Linked DNA regions of Ovis aries: region 2 is linked to region 1. The links are chromatin contacts, called in public Hi-C maps. All regions are on one chromosome and are shown on one strand. The core of a region is the stretch at or near the end of the contact, and the rest is flanking DNA. Distances in the headings are between cores, read along the strand shown. Region 1 overlaps DLC1 (DLC1 Rho GTPase activating protein). Region 2 overlaps LOC121818076 (a long non-coding RNA gene).

The links. Hi-C and Micro-C count contacts between places; a contact is called where the count stands out from the background.
Region 2: a Hi-C map of liver shows a contact between it and region 1, with 3 times the contacts expected there. The contact joins two enhancer-like sites. A contact is called at or near these places in 2 of 16 Hi-C or Micro-C datasets (liver and tail adipose tissue).

The regions. Positions count from the first base shown.
Region 1 is chr26:22,820,802-22,826,528 of ARS-UI_Ramb_v3.0, reverse strand. The region is part of intron 4 of DLC1 (DLC1 Rho GTPase activating protein); the gene reads right to left. Among named protein-coding and RNA genes, the nearest start is that of C26H8orf48, 230 kb to the right of the region's middle. Within about 2 kb of position 3,823, at least 2 of the 54 cell types and tissues checked have an H3K27ac peak or open chromatin away from gene starts, as enhancers often do. A contact at or near this core is called in liver, where this site is marked.
Region 2 is chr26:23,118,956-23,124,800 of ARS-UI_Ramb_v3.0, reverse strand. All of the region lies in intron 2 of LOC121818076 (a long non-coding RNA gene), which reads right to left. Among named protein-coding and RNA genes, the nearest start is that of TRMT9B, 98 kb to the left of the region's middle. Within about 2 kb of position 4,595, at least 2 of the 54 cell types and tissues checked have an H3K27ac peak or open chromatin away from gene starts, as enhancers often do. A contact at or near this core is called in liver, where this site is marked.

The DNA.
Region 1 (5,727 bases), core at 2,574-5,073:
GAGCTAAATAACTAAAAAGGAAAATCAAACAATCACAGTTAAGCATATTATTTAGTTAAGCATGCTATTTACAAATATAGAAGCACATATCAATAAAAACAGATTTCCTAATGGCTTAGTAGGTAAAGAATCCTCTTGTCAATACAGGAGACACAGGAGACACCAGTTCCATCCCTGGGCCAGGAAGATCCCCTGAAGGAGGAAATGGCAAACCACTCCTATATTCTGGCCTGGAAAGTCCGATACACAGAGAAGCCTGGCAGGCTATAGTTCACGGGGTCACAAAGAGTCAGACACAACTGAGTGACTGAGTATATGCACGTCAACAGAAACAGCAAGACTTGTTTAAAATGATTGCTTTGGGGAGCAGAAATCCAGAGGGGAGAAATGGGGTGGGTGTTGCTACTTTTTTTTATACAGGTAGTCATACTGGGCTTCCGTGGTGGCTCAGACAGTAAAAAATAGGCCTACAACCGTGGAAGACCTGGTTTCCATCCCTGGATCCTGAAGGTTCCCTGGAGAAGGGCATGGCAACCCACTCCAGTATTCTTGCCTGGAGAATCCCATGGACAGAGGAGGCTCGTGGGCTACAGTCCATGGGATTGCAAAGAGTCAGACACAACTGAGCGAATAATGCTTTCACACTATGTAGTCATATTATTTTGGCCATTAAAACGTGAGCATGCTTTTTGTTGATACAAATTAAAATTAAACATCACTAAAGGAAACAAAGCGGAAATTGGATTTGAAGTTGGCTGGGTAGGGGAGCTGACAAAGGTGGAGTATTACAGGTGAATGATTAGACTAGGCAATGGGAAGCTGATTTCAGAAAAGGACCAGGTATATGGTGGCAAGAGCTATGAGGAACAGAAGGAGATAAGCTGCATTTTAGATATCCTGAGCTGGAAAGCAGATGTGGCCTTAGGATGATCTGAACTAACTATATCAGTGATCCATCTTTCCGTTTTGCTTATCTTTTGCTTGTTTACTTTAATCTCTGGGAAGAGCTTCTCCACGTGGCAGTTGATGCGGCTGTAAGCATGTAGAGAATGACATTTTTCAGTTTGTGACCAGAAACTAAAGTATGCAGTCTTGCCTACAGGTCTGAAAATTTCTGGAGATATTATGCAATCCAGGCTGGATGACCTGCTCCCCTCTGTGGCCAGAGGCTGGATGTGTTACCAGGAAAGGTGTCTTAACAGAGAAGTACTGCATACCACACTCATAACTTTTCTTAAAAATAATCTTCCCTTCTTTCAAGGCCCAACTACAGAGGTTACCATAATGATAGATGTAACTGCCTTAGCTGGAATTCATTTAGCCTTCCTTCATAACATCCACCGCTGTATTACCTGTATGTCCCTTATCATTTATTACAGTTAGTTGCATTTTTATCTGTGTATATTATATCTCCCCTCTGAGATTTTAAGCTCCTTATGTGAAAGTGTAAAATATAACTATAAGGAAAAACACAATCAGGTTTCTACCTAAATCAGAACGTCCAATAGTAAACTGGGAAGTGTGCAGATTTTAATGATTTCACTACTCAGACCTTGCCTAGAAGGCCCTTTGGGTAATTTTTTTCAAGCTTATTACTCATTCTCTTTTAAAAAAATGTTTTTAAATAAAATCTTTATAATTTTTACCATTTTGAAGATTAGTTATTACCAAACATTGGCTATATTGCCCATTTTGTAATACACATCCTTGAGCCTGTGTTATACTCAGCAGTTTATGCCTCCCTTCCCCCCATTCCCCACTGGTAACCACTATGTTGTTCTTAGTCTATTAGCATCTTCTTCTTTTAAAATATTTGCCCTTTACATGATAATTTCTTTCTTTTTTTTTTTTTTTTTGCCTGCATTACGCAGCATGTGGAACTTTCCTGATCAGACACAGAAACTCGTGCCCCTCTGCAGGGGAAGCACAGTCTTAACCAATGGACTGCCAGGGAAGTCCTTTCATGTGAAGCTTTTTTTTTTTAAGACAATTATATTTTGAAACAGTCAAATCTAGTGACAGATTTCATGAAGTAGAATTTTGAAGTAAATTTCTGATACAGATGTTAATTTAGATTTATATTTTTGAAATGGACAAGTTCAGGGACAGTCTTCCTGGAGAAGGTAATGATAATGTAATGATGTTTACTTCCATGCTTTGTAAATTGGCTTCAGCAATCTTTATAAAGGAGTCCCAAATGCTTTTAAACAATGAGGTTATTTACTTAGTAAATACGATGATAGTATTTATTATATGCCAAGGATCATTTTAGATCCTTTGTATGTTTTAACTCATTTATCTCTACAATAAATTAATGAGGAAGGTACTATTATCATCTTCATTTCACAGATGAAGAAACTAAAGCACAAAGAATCTAAGAAATGAATGTTACAGACTAGGAGAGTTGGGCTTCAGTCTCAAATCAAGGTAATTCACCACTGATGACATGCTACACTATCATGCTATGCGTGCGTGCTAAGCTGCTTCAGTAATGTCCGACTCTGTGACCCTATGGACTATAGCCCACCAGGCTCCTCTGTCCATGGGATTCTCCAGGCAAGAATACTGGAGTGGGTTGCCATTTCCTACTCCTGGGCATCTTCCTGATCCAGAGATCAAGCCCAAGTCTCTTACGTCGCCTACACTGGCAGGCAGGTTCTATGCCACTAGTGCCACCTGGGAAGCCCAACACTACTATGGTAATGTTCTCTTTTCCAACATGCTCACTAAGGAAGGAGGTGGACGCTCTGCCCTTGAGCCAAATCCATCCTCCCCAGTTTTTGTACAGCCTGTAACCTACAGTTTTTGATGTCTAAAAAACAATGAAAGGGAATATATTATGGTACATGAAAATTACAAGAAATTGAAATTTTAGTATCTAGAGTGTGTTAGTTGCTAAATTGTGTTCAACTCTTTATGACCCCATGGACTGTAGCTAGCCAGGCTCCTCTGGAATTCTCCAGGGAAGAATACTGGAGTAGGTAGCCATTCCCTTCTTCAAGGGATCCTCCTAACCCAGGGATCAAACCCGGGTCTCTAATCTGAGTCTCCTGCATTGCAAGCAGATTCTTTACCCTCTGAGGTACCAGGGAAGCCCCTTAGTTTCCAGAAGTAAAGTGTTACAGGAACACATCCATGTACACTGCTTTATGTCCAGGCTGCTTTTGCAATATAACAGCAGAATGCAGTAGCTGTGACAGAGACTGAATGGCTTGCAAAGCCTAAAATATTTGCTATCTGACTCTTTATAGAAAAACTTTGCTGACCCCAGGCTTAGAAAAACAATACTTGTGCTGATGTCTATGTCACATTTCTCAAAAGAAATTCCAAAATATAATTGTTTTAGTAGTTTATATTAGTGATTTCTTTTGATGTTTCTTATTTTAAATTAAATTTATAGTCATAGCATATAATAACATATATCCATTCATTCATCAAATGTTTAATCCACATATGCCAGACACTGCTCATAGAAAACACAGCAAAGTATAAAGATTAAAATAAAAACTTTAGTATCATTATTTTACTGTCAGTTCTCATGCTCCCACAAACATCTATAAGGTGTTTTGCACACTGTTAAGAGATCGATAAATCTTTATTAGTAATTAATTTTGTCACATTTTACACATAGAGTATGTTTCCCATTATGTGCTGAAAGGCTCCATATGCTTATAAAGAGTTAAAAGGAAGTTATGCACAGACAGCTTTATGATGAAAAAAATGAAAAACATTAATGGAACTAGAAAAGAGGCAGTGGAACCCTGCAGCTGAAGGCAGGTCCTGGAGCCAGACTGTCTGCCTTCCAGTCTTGCTGTGTTACTAAATTCCTGTTCAAGTTACACACGGAAACCCCAGTGTGGGAAATCTCCCTCCTCCCTGACTTCAGTTTCCTCATCTGTAGACTTCTGTTCTCGACATGAAAGGATCTGTAGGGTCTCAAGGATTTTGTGAACAGATATGCTGGCTTTTGACTTTCAACATTTCCATTAAGAGATGTTGTTTGTTGTGATGTGGGATAACAAGATCAGAACAGGGTCAAATAAATATTTACCACTGGCTAAACATTAACCAGTGCTTTGTAATATTAGACAAATTATTGTCATTTAAAAAGTAGAATCCTCATTCATGCGTGGATTAGCATATGGGCCTTTTCACTTTTCAAAGTGAAGTGATAAATATATAATAGTAGAGATGAATTTGATGCCTAAACAAATTGTCCAGAGCTATAGTTAAAGCCGAGTAATTTTTTTTACATCAAATCTAAATAGTTGGAAAAGTCCTCCTTTGTTCTCCAGTTCAAAACATGATTCATTTAGAGAAATACAGAGATAAGTAATAACTCTTCTTAGGGACACATTTTGCACCTAGACTTTTTACTTTTATTATATCAACAGGATAGTAAGATGAAAACGCTTATTTTTAAAAAGACATACATTTGAAATATCAACAGACTTTTAAGAGACTATCAATGAGACACTGCTTGAGAAAATATTTATGAATTTTCATTTAAAATCGTGACATTGTACAGGAGACAGGGATCAAGACCATCCCCATGGAAAAGAAATGCAAAAAAGCAAAATAGCTGTCTGGGGAGGCCTTACAAATAGCTGTGAGAAGAAGAGAGGTGAAAAGCAAAGGAGAAAAGGAAAGATATAAGCATCTGAATGCAGAGTTCCAAAGAATAGCAAGAAGAGATAAGAAAGCCTTCTTCAGTGATCAATGCAAAGAAATAAAGGAAAACAACAGAATGGGAAAGACTAGACTACTCTTCAAGAAAATTAGAGATACCAAGGGAACATTTCATGCAAAGATGGGCTCTATAAAGGACAGAAACGGTAGGGACCTAACAGAAGAAGGAGATATTAAGAAGAGGTGGCAAGAATACACGGAAGAACTGTATAAAACAGATCTTCATGACCCAGATTATCATGATGATGTGATCACTAATCTAGAGCCGGACATCTTGGAATGTGAAGTCAAGTGGGCCTTAGAAAGCATCACTATGAACAAAGCTAGTGGAGGTGATGGAATTCCAGTTGAGCTGTTTCAAATCCTGAAAGATGATGCTGTGAAAGTGCTGCACTCAATATGCCAGCACATTTGGAAAACTCAGCAGTGGCCACAGGACTGGAAAAGGTCAGTTTTCATTCCAATCCCAAAGAAAGGCAATGCCAAAGAATGCTCAAACTACTGCACAATTGCACTCATCTCACACGCTAGTAAAGTAATGCTCAAAATTCTCCAAGCCAGGCTGCAGCAATACATGAACCATGAACTCCCTGATGTTCAAGCTGGTTTTAGGAAAGGCAGAGGAACCAGAGATCAAATTACCAACATCCACTGGATCATGGAAAAAGCAAGAGAGTTCCAGAAAAACATCTATTTCTGCTTTCTTGACTATGCCAAAGCCTTTGACTGTGTGGATCACAATAAACTGTGGAAAATTCTGAAAGAGATGGGAAATACCAGACCACCTAACCTGCCTCTTGAGAAACCTGTATGCAGGTCAGGAAGCAACAGTTAGAGCTGGACATGGAAAAACAGACTGGTTCCAAATAGGAAAAGGAGTACGTCAAGGCTGTATATTGTCACCCTGCTTATTTAACTTCTATGCAGAGTACTTCATGAGAAATGCTGGACTGGAAGAAACACAAGCTGGAATCAAGATTGCCGGGAGAAATATCAATAACCTCAGATATGCAAATGACACCACCCTTACGGCAGAAA
Region 2 (5,845 bases), core at 3,346-5,845, 300 kb before region 1:
AGCTCTTAGTCTTCCAGGGGGGAAAGCAAGGCACAGGGGAGAAGTGACCTAAGAAGGGCGCTGGAACTTAGACAAGAAGCCACCCTCTCTGCCGCTCCACCGAGGGCTGATGTGGGGCTGCTGAAGTACCAGGCGCCACCTGGCCTGCCTGGAGGCTGGTGGGAGGAGGGGACAGGAGGGGACCGGCATTATTTGTAATATGATGCTTCCAATACCCTGGCTGCCAGACCCAACTCACAGTGACATCCGCAACCTGTCACTTCTGCTCCCAAATTATTACAGAGCCACATTTTCCATTGAAACCACTACGCACTTAAACTAAGACAGAAATAAACAAAAATAAAGAAGAAATCACACCCAACTGGCAAGAATGGCTTGGAGGTTCCACTGCGTGGAGGAAATCACGTCACACCCTTGAGAACGCTTCTCCAGAATTACTTCTTGGCTGGCTCTCCTGCGCTTTATCCCAACAGGACGACACTGTGCTTCATGCTGAAGGAACGTGTCCTCTGAAGGCGGGCTGCGTCTCTCAGGAAGTTTCTGGGGTTTTCTTTCACTGAACCCTTCTGCTCAGTCCTGGGAAGCATCTCTTCTTGCCTGTGGCTCAGCTTTTTGTACCTCCTTCCCCTGGAATCTGCCTCCTCTGACTGAGTGCTCCTTCCTCCTCTGACTGAGTGCTCCTTCTTCCTCTGAGTGCACCTTCTTCCTCTGAGTGCTCCTTCCTCCTCTGAGTGCTCCTTCCTCCTCTGAGTGCTCCTTCCTCCTCTGACTGAGTGCTCCTTCCTCCACGAGCTACTGTCGTGTTCCACAAGTCTCACCCTTTTCCCATGAGTTACTGTAACCCCAGCAAAGGTGTGCTTTCTCTTTCCCCGGTCATTTCTCTTTAGCCACTTCCTATCTTTCAGAAGGCATAGGCTGGCGAGGCCTAGGGTCTCTCCGCGGATGCGGCACTTGACACAGAGGGTGTCTATGGGACTTGAAACGTGCAAAACCTCCCTGAGCTAGAAACTCTCGTTCAAGGGCATCCACGCAACCCCCTCCACCCATTAAATCATGAACGACTCCCGCTACTTGTGAAAGTCGCTCACTCGTATCTGACTCTTTGTGAGCCGCCCCCCCCCCCCCCCCCCACCGAACTGTAGCCCACCAGACTCCTCTGTCCATAGGATCCCCCAGGCAAGAATACTGGAGTGGGGTGCCATGCCCACCTCCAGGGGATCTACCCAACCCAGGGGTGAGACGCAGGTCTCCCACATTGCAGGTGGATTCTTTGCCATCTGAGCCACCAGGGAAACCCCAAAATACTTGAGTGGGTACCCTATCCCTTCTCCAGGGAATCTTCCTGACCCAGGAATTGAACCGGGGTCTCCTGCCTTGCAGGCGGATTCTTTACCAGCTGAGCTCCCTCTCCTTACGAAATCATAAAATTCTGTAGAGCAGGGACCTTTCCCTGTAGCCCCAGTCTTTGCAGATTGCTGATGCTTTTATGGAAAGGATGTCAGAAAATGTGCCCTACTCAGCCACCCAGGCTTCTGCCTGCTGTTCCCAGAGGCGGCTGGTGGGGGAGGGGTGGTGATAAGCAGGAGGGCGGTCTTTGTCTTATCTCTGTTCCCCACAGAGGACTTCTGCTGTAACCACCCCTTTCCCAGTGGTGTCACTTATCATACGGTCCCCTTCTGGGCTGGCTCTAAAATGTTTAAAGTCTATTTATACACCAACTTGATAGTCAGCAAAAATAAGACCGGGAGCTGACTGTGGCTCAGATCATGAACTCGTTATTGCAAAACGAGTTTGCAATTCAGACTTTTCAGATTTAAATTGAACAAAGTAGGGAAAACCACTAAACCATTCAGGTATGACCTAAATCACATCCGTTAAGATTATACAGTGGAAGTGACAAATAGATTCAAGGGATTAGATTTGGTACACAGAGTGCCTGAAGAACTATGGATGGAGGTTCGTAACATTGTACAGGAGGCAGTAATCAAAACCATCCCCAAGAAGAAGAAATGCAAAAAGGCAATGGTCGTCTGAGGAGGCCTTACAAATAGCTGAGAAAAGAAGAGAAGTGAAAGGCAAAGGAGGAAAACAAAGATATATCCATCTGAATGCAGAGTTTGGAAAAATAGCAAGGAGAGATAAGAATGCCTTCCTAAGTAGTCAAAGCAAAAAAATAGAGGAAAACAATAGAATGAGAAAGACTAGAGATCTCTTCAGGAAAATTAGAGATACCAAGGGAACAGTTCATGCAAAGATGGGCACAATAAAGGACAGAAATGGTATGGACCTAACAGAAAGTGAAAGTGAAAGTCACTCAGTAGTGTCTGACTCTTTGCAACCCTGTGGACTATACAGTCCATGGAATTCTCCAGGCCAGAATACTGGAGTGGGTAGCCTTTCCCTTCTCCAGGGGATCTTCCCAACCCAGGGATGGAACCCAGGTCTCCCGCATTGTAGGCAGATTCTTTACCAGCTGAGCCACAAGGGAAGCATTTCATGTAAAGATGGGCACAATAAAGGACAGAAATGGTATGGACCTAACAGAAGCAGAAGATATTAAAAGGTGGCAAGAATACACAGAAGAACTATACAAAAAGATATTCATGACCCAGATAACCACAAAGGTGTGGTCATTCACCCAGAGCCAGACATCGTGGAATGCGAAGTCAAGTAGGCCTTAGGAAGCATCACTATGAACAAAGCTAGTGGAGGTGATGGAATTCTAGTTGAGCTATTTCAAATCCTAAAAGATGATGCTGTGAAAGTGCTGCAGTCAATATACCAGCAAATCTGGAAAACTCAGCAATGGTCACAGGACTGGAAAAGGTCAGTTTCATTCCAATCCCAAAGAAAGGCAATGCCAAAGAATGCTCAAACTACTGCACAAATGCACTCATCTCACACACTAGCAAAATAATGCTCAAAATTCTCCAAGCCAGGCTTCAACAGTACGTGAACTGAGAACTTCCAGATATTCGAGGTGGACTTCAAAAAGGCAGAGGAACCAGAGATCAAATTGCCAGCATCTGTTGGATCATAGAAAAAGCAAGAGAGTTCCAGAAAATCATCTACTTCATTGACTATGCTAAAGCCTTTGACTGTGTGAATCACAAAAAAACTGTGGGAAATTCTTAAAGAGATGGGAATACCAGAACACCTTACTTGCCCTCTGAGAAACCTGTATGCGGGTCAAGAAGCAACAGTTAAAACTGGACATGGAACAACACACTGGTTCCAAACTGGGAAAGGGGTACATCAAGGCTATATATTGTCACCCTGCTTATTTAACTTATATGCAGAGTACATCATGCAAAATGCCAGACTGGATGAAGCACAAGCTGGAATCAAGATTGCTGGGAGAAATATCAATAACCTCAGATATGCAGATGACACCACCCTTATGGCAGAAAGTGAAGAGGAACTAAAGAGCCTCTTGATCAAAGTGAAAGATGAGAGTGAAAAAACTGACTTAAAATTCAACATTCCAAAAACAAAGATCAAGGCATCTGGTCCCATCACTTCATGGCAAGTAGATGGGGAAACAATGGAAATAATGACAGACTTTATTTCCTGGGGCTCCAAAATCACTGCAGATGGTGACTGCAGCCATGAAATTAAAAGACGCTTGTTCCTTGGAAGAAAAGCTATGACCAGCCTAGACAGCATATTAAAAAGCAGAGACATTACTTTGCCAACCAAGGTCCTTATAGTCAAAGCTATGGTTTTTCTAGTAGTCATGTATGGATGTGAGACTTGGATCATAAAGAAAGCTGAGCAGCGGAGAATTGCTGCTTTTGAATTGTGGTGCTGGAGAAGACTCTTGAGAACTCCTTGGACTACAAGGAGATCAAACCAGTCAATCCTAAAGGAAATCAGCCCTGAATATTCACTGGAAGGAATGATGCTAAAGCTGAAGCTCCAATACTTTGGCCACCTGATGTGAAGAGCTGACTCACTGGAAAAGACCCTGATGCTGAGAAAGATTGAAGGCAGGAGGAAAAGGGGATGACAGAGGATGAGATGGTTGGATGGCATCACCAACTCGATGGACATGAGCATGAGCAAGCTCCAGGAGTTGGTGATGGACAGGGAGGCCTGGTGTGCTGCAGTCCATGGGTCACAAAGAGCGACTGAGCGACTGAACTGAAGTGACTTCAGCAGCCCTCCACGACCTCATCACCAGCATGGTAAGAATCAGATACACGAAAGGCTTCATCTAATATTTCTCGGCTTCAACATCCTTTTGCCTGAATCATCACAACTTCATCACTTCTCTCCTGTTTCCTTTCTGACCTCTGACATGTGCCTTGGCTACATTTTATCTCCCCAAAACAAACTGCTGTAGAAACGTTAACAAGTTAGTCCCACATGTCTGTTGCAGGGACATTTTTCACATTTCCAAATCCTATGAATCACCAATAGCTTTCATGGGGGCCCTGGGGAACACAGCAGGGAAACAGCACGCTTTAATAAGGTTAAGGCAAGTCGGTATCACAAGGGAGCCAGTAGGTTTTCACAGCTGCAGAACCCAGTTCTATTCCACCAGATAGAACTCTAAGTAATAACATGAGTCATCAGCTTTGCCTGCCGACTGACTGGATTAGGATGGGGGTAGGTGGAAGCCATGACGGCGTGGGTGGTGGCCAAAGGTCAGGGAAGCCAGCAGGAGATCACAGAGAAAACAAGCCAAGTTCCGGAAGAGCTGCTTTCCCTTCATCCATTCTTCTGAAAACCCTACACTTTACGGCAAATTCACATCCTGAAAAGGGAACCTAGGGAGATGAGGGTGCGTTCCTAGCTGGTCACTTTATCCCACTTCATCCCAGATTCTTAGCTTTATATCCACCTTCAATCCATACCTCCAGCTCTTTGGGTTCTGCAAACATCTGATTTGCCTCTTAGCTTCTTGAAGTGGAGCCTGCTTCCTGTCCCACTGTGTCTGCTGAATCCCTCACTTTGAGCATCTCCTTACAGTCCTTGAAAATCCTAAGAAACCACTCCATCACCCCTGGCTGAACCAGTAGTCAGTGGTAAGCCTGGGAGAACCTGCACTCAAAGATCTGATCAAAAACATACTCTTGGGATTTCCCTGGTGGTTCAGTGGTTGGGAGTCCGCCTTCCAAAGCGGCAATGAGGATTTGGTCCCTGGTCGGGGAGATTCGAAACCACATGCCGTTGGACAATTAAGCCCTTGTGTGCTGCAACTAGGACCCGAGACAGCCAAATAAACACACAAATATGAAAGAAAGAAAAGACACGTTCTTGCTTAAAATCAATATTCGAAACTAAAAATATAGTTACCATATGATCCGGCGATCCTGCTACTAGGCATATATCTGGAAAAGGTGAAAATTAACTAGAAAAGTTACATGTACCCCAATGTTCAAAGCAGCACTATTCACAACAGCCAAGACATGGAAGTAAGCTAAATGTCCACGGACAGAGGAAGGGATAAAGAAGTGGTACATACATACAACTGAATGATATTCAGCCATACAAAAGAACGAAATGATGCCACTGGCAGCAACATGGATGGACCTAGAGATTATCCCCTGAAGTGAAGTCAGAGAGAGAGAGACAAATATCATATTATATTACTTACATGTAGAATGTAAAAAAAGAAAATGATACAAATGAGTTTATTTACAAAACAGAGGCCAACTCAAAGATTTTGAAAAAACAACAACAAAAAAAACTATGGTAACCAAAGGGGAAAGTGACAGGGGAGGGATAAATTAGGAGTTTGGGATTAACAGATACACACTACTACATAATGGGCTTCCCAGGTGGCAGAGTGGTAAAGAATCTGCCAACACAGGAGACGTGGGTTTGATCCTTAAGTCAG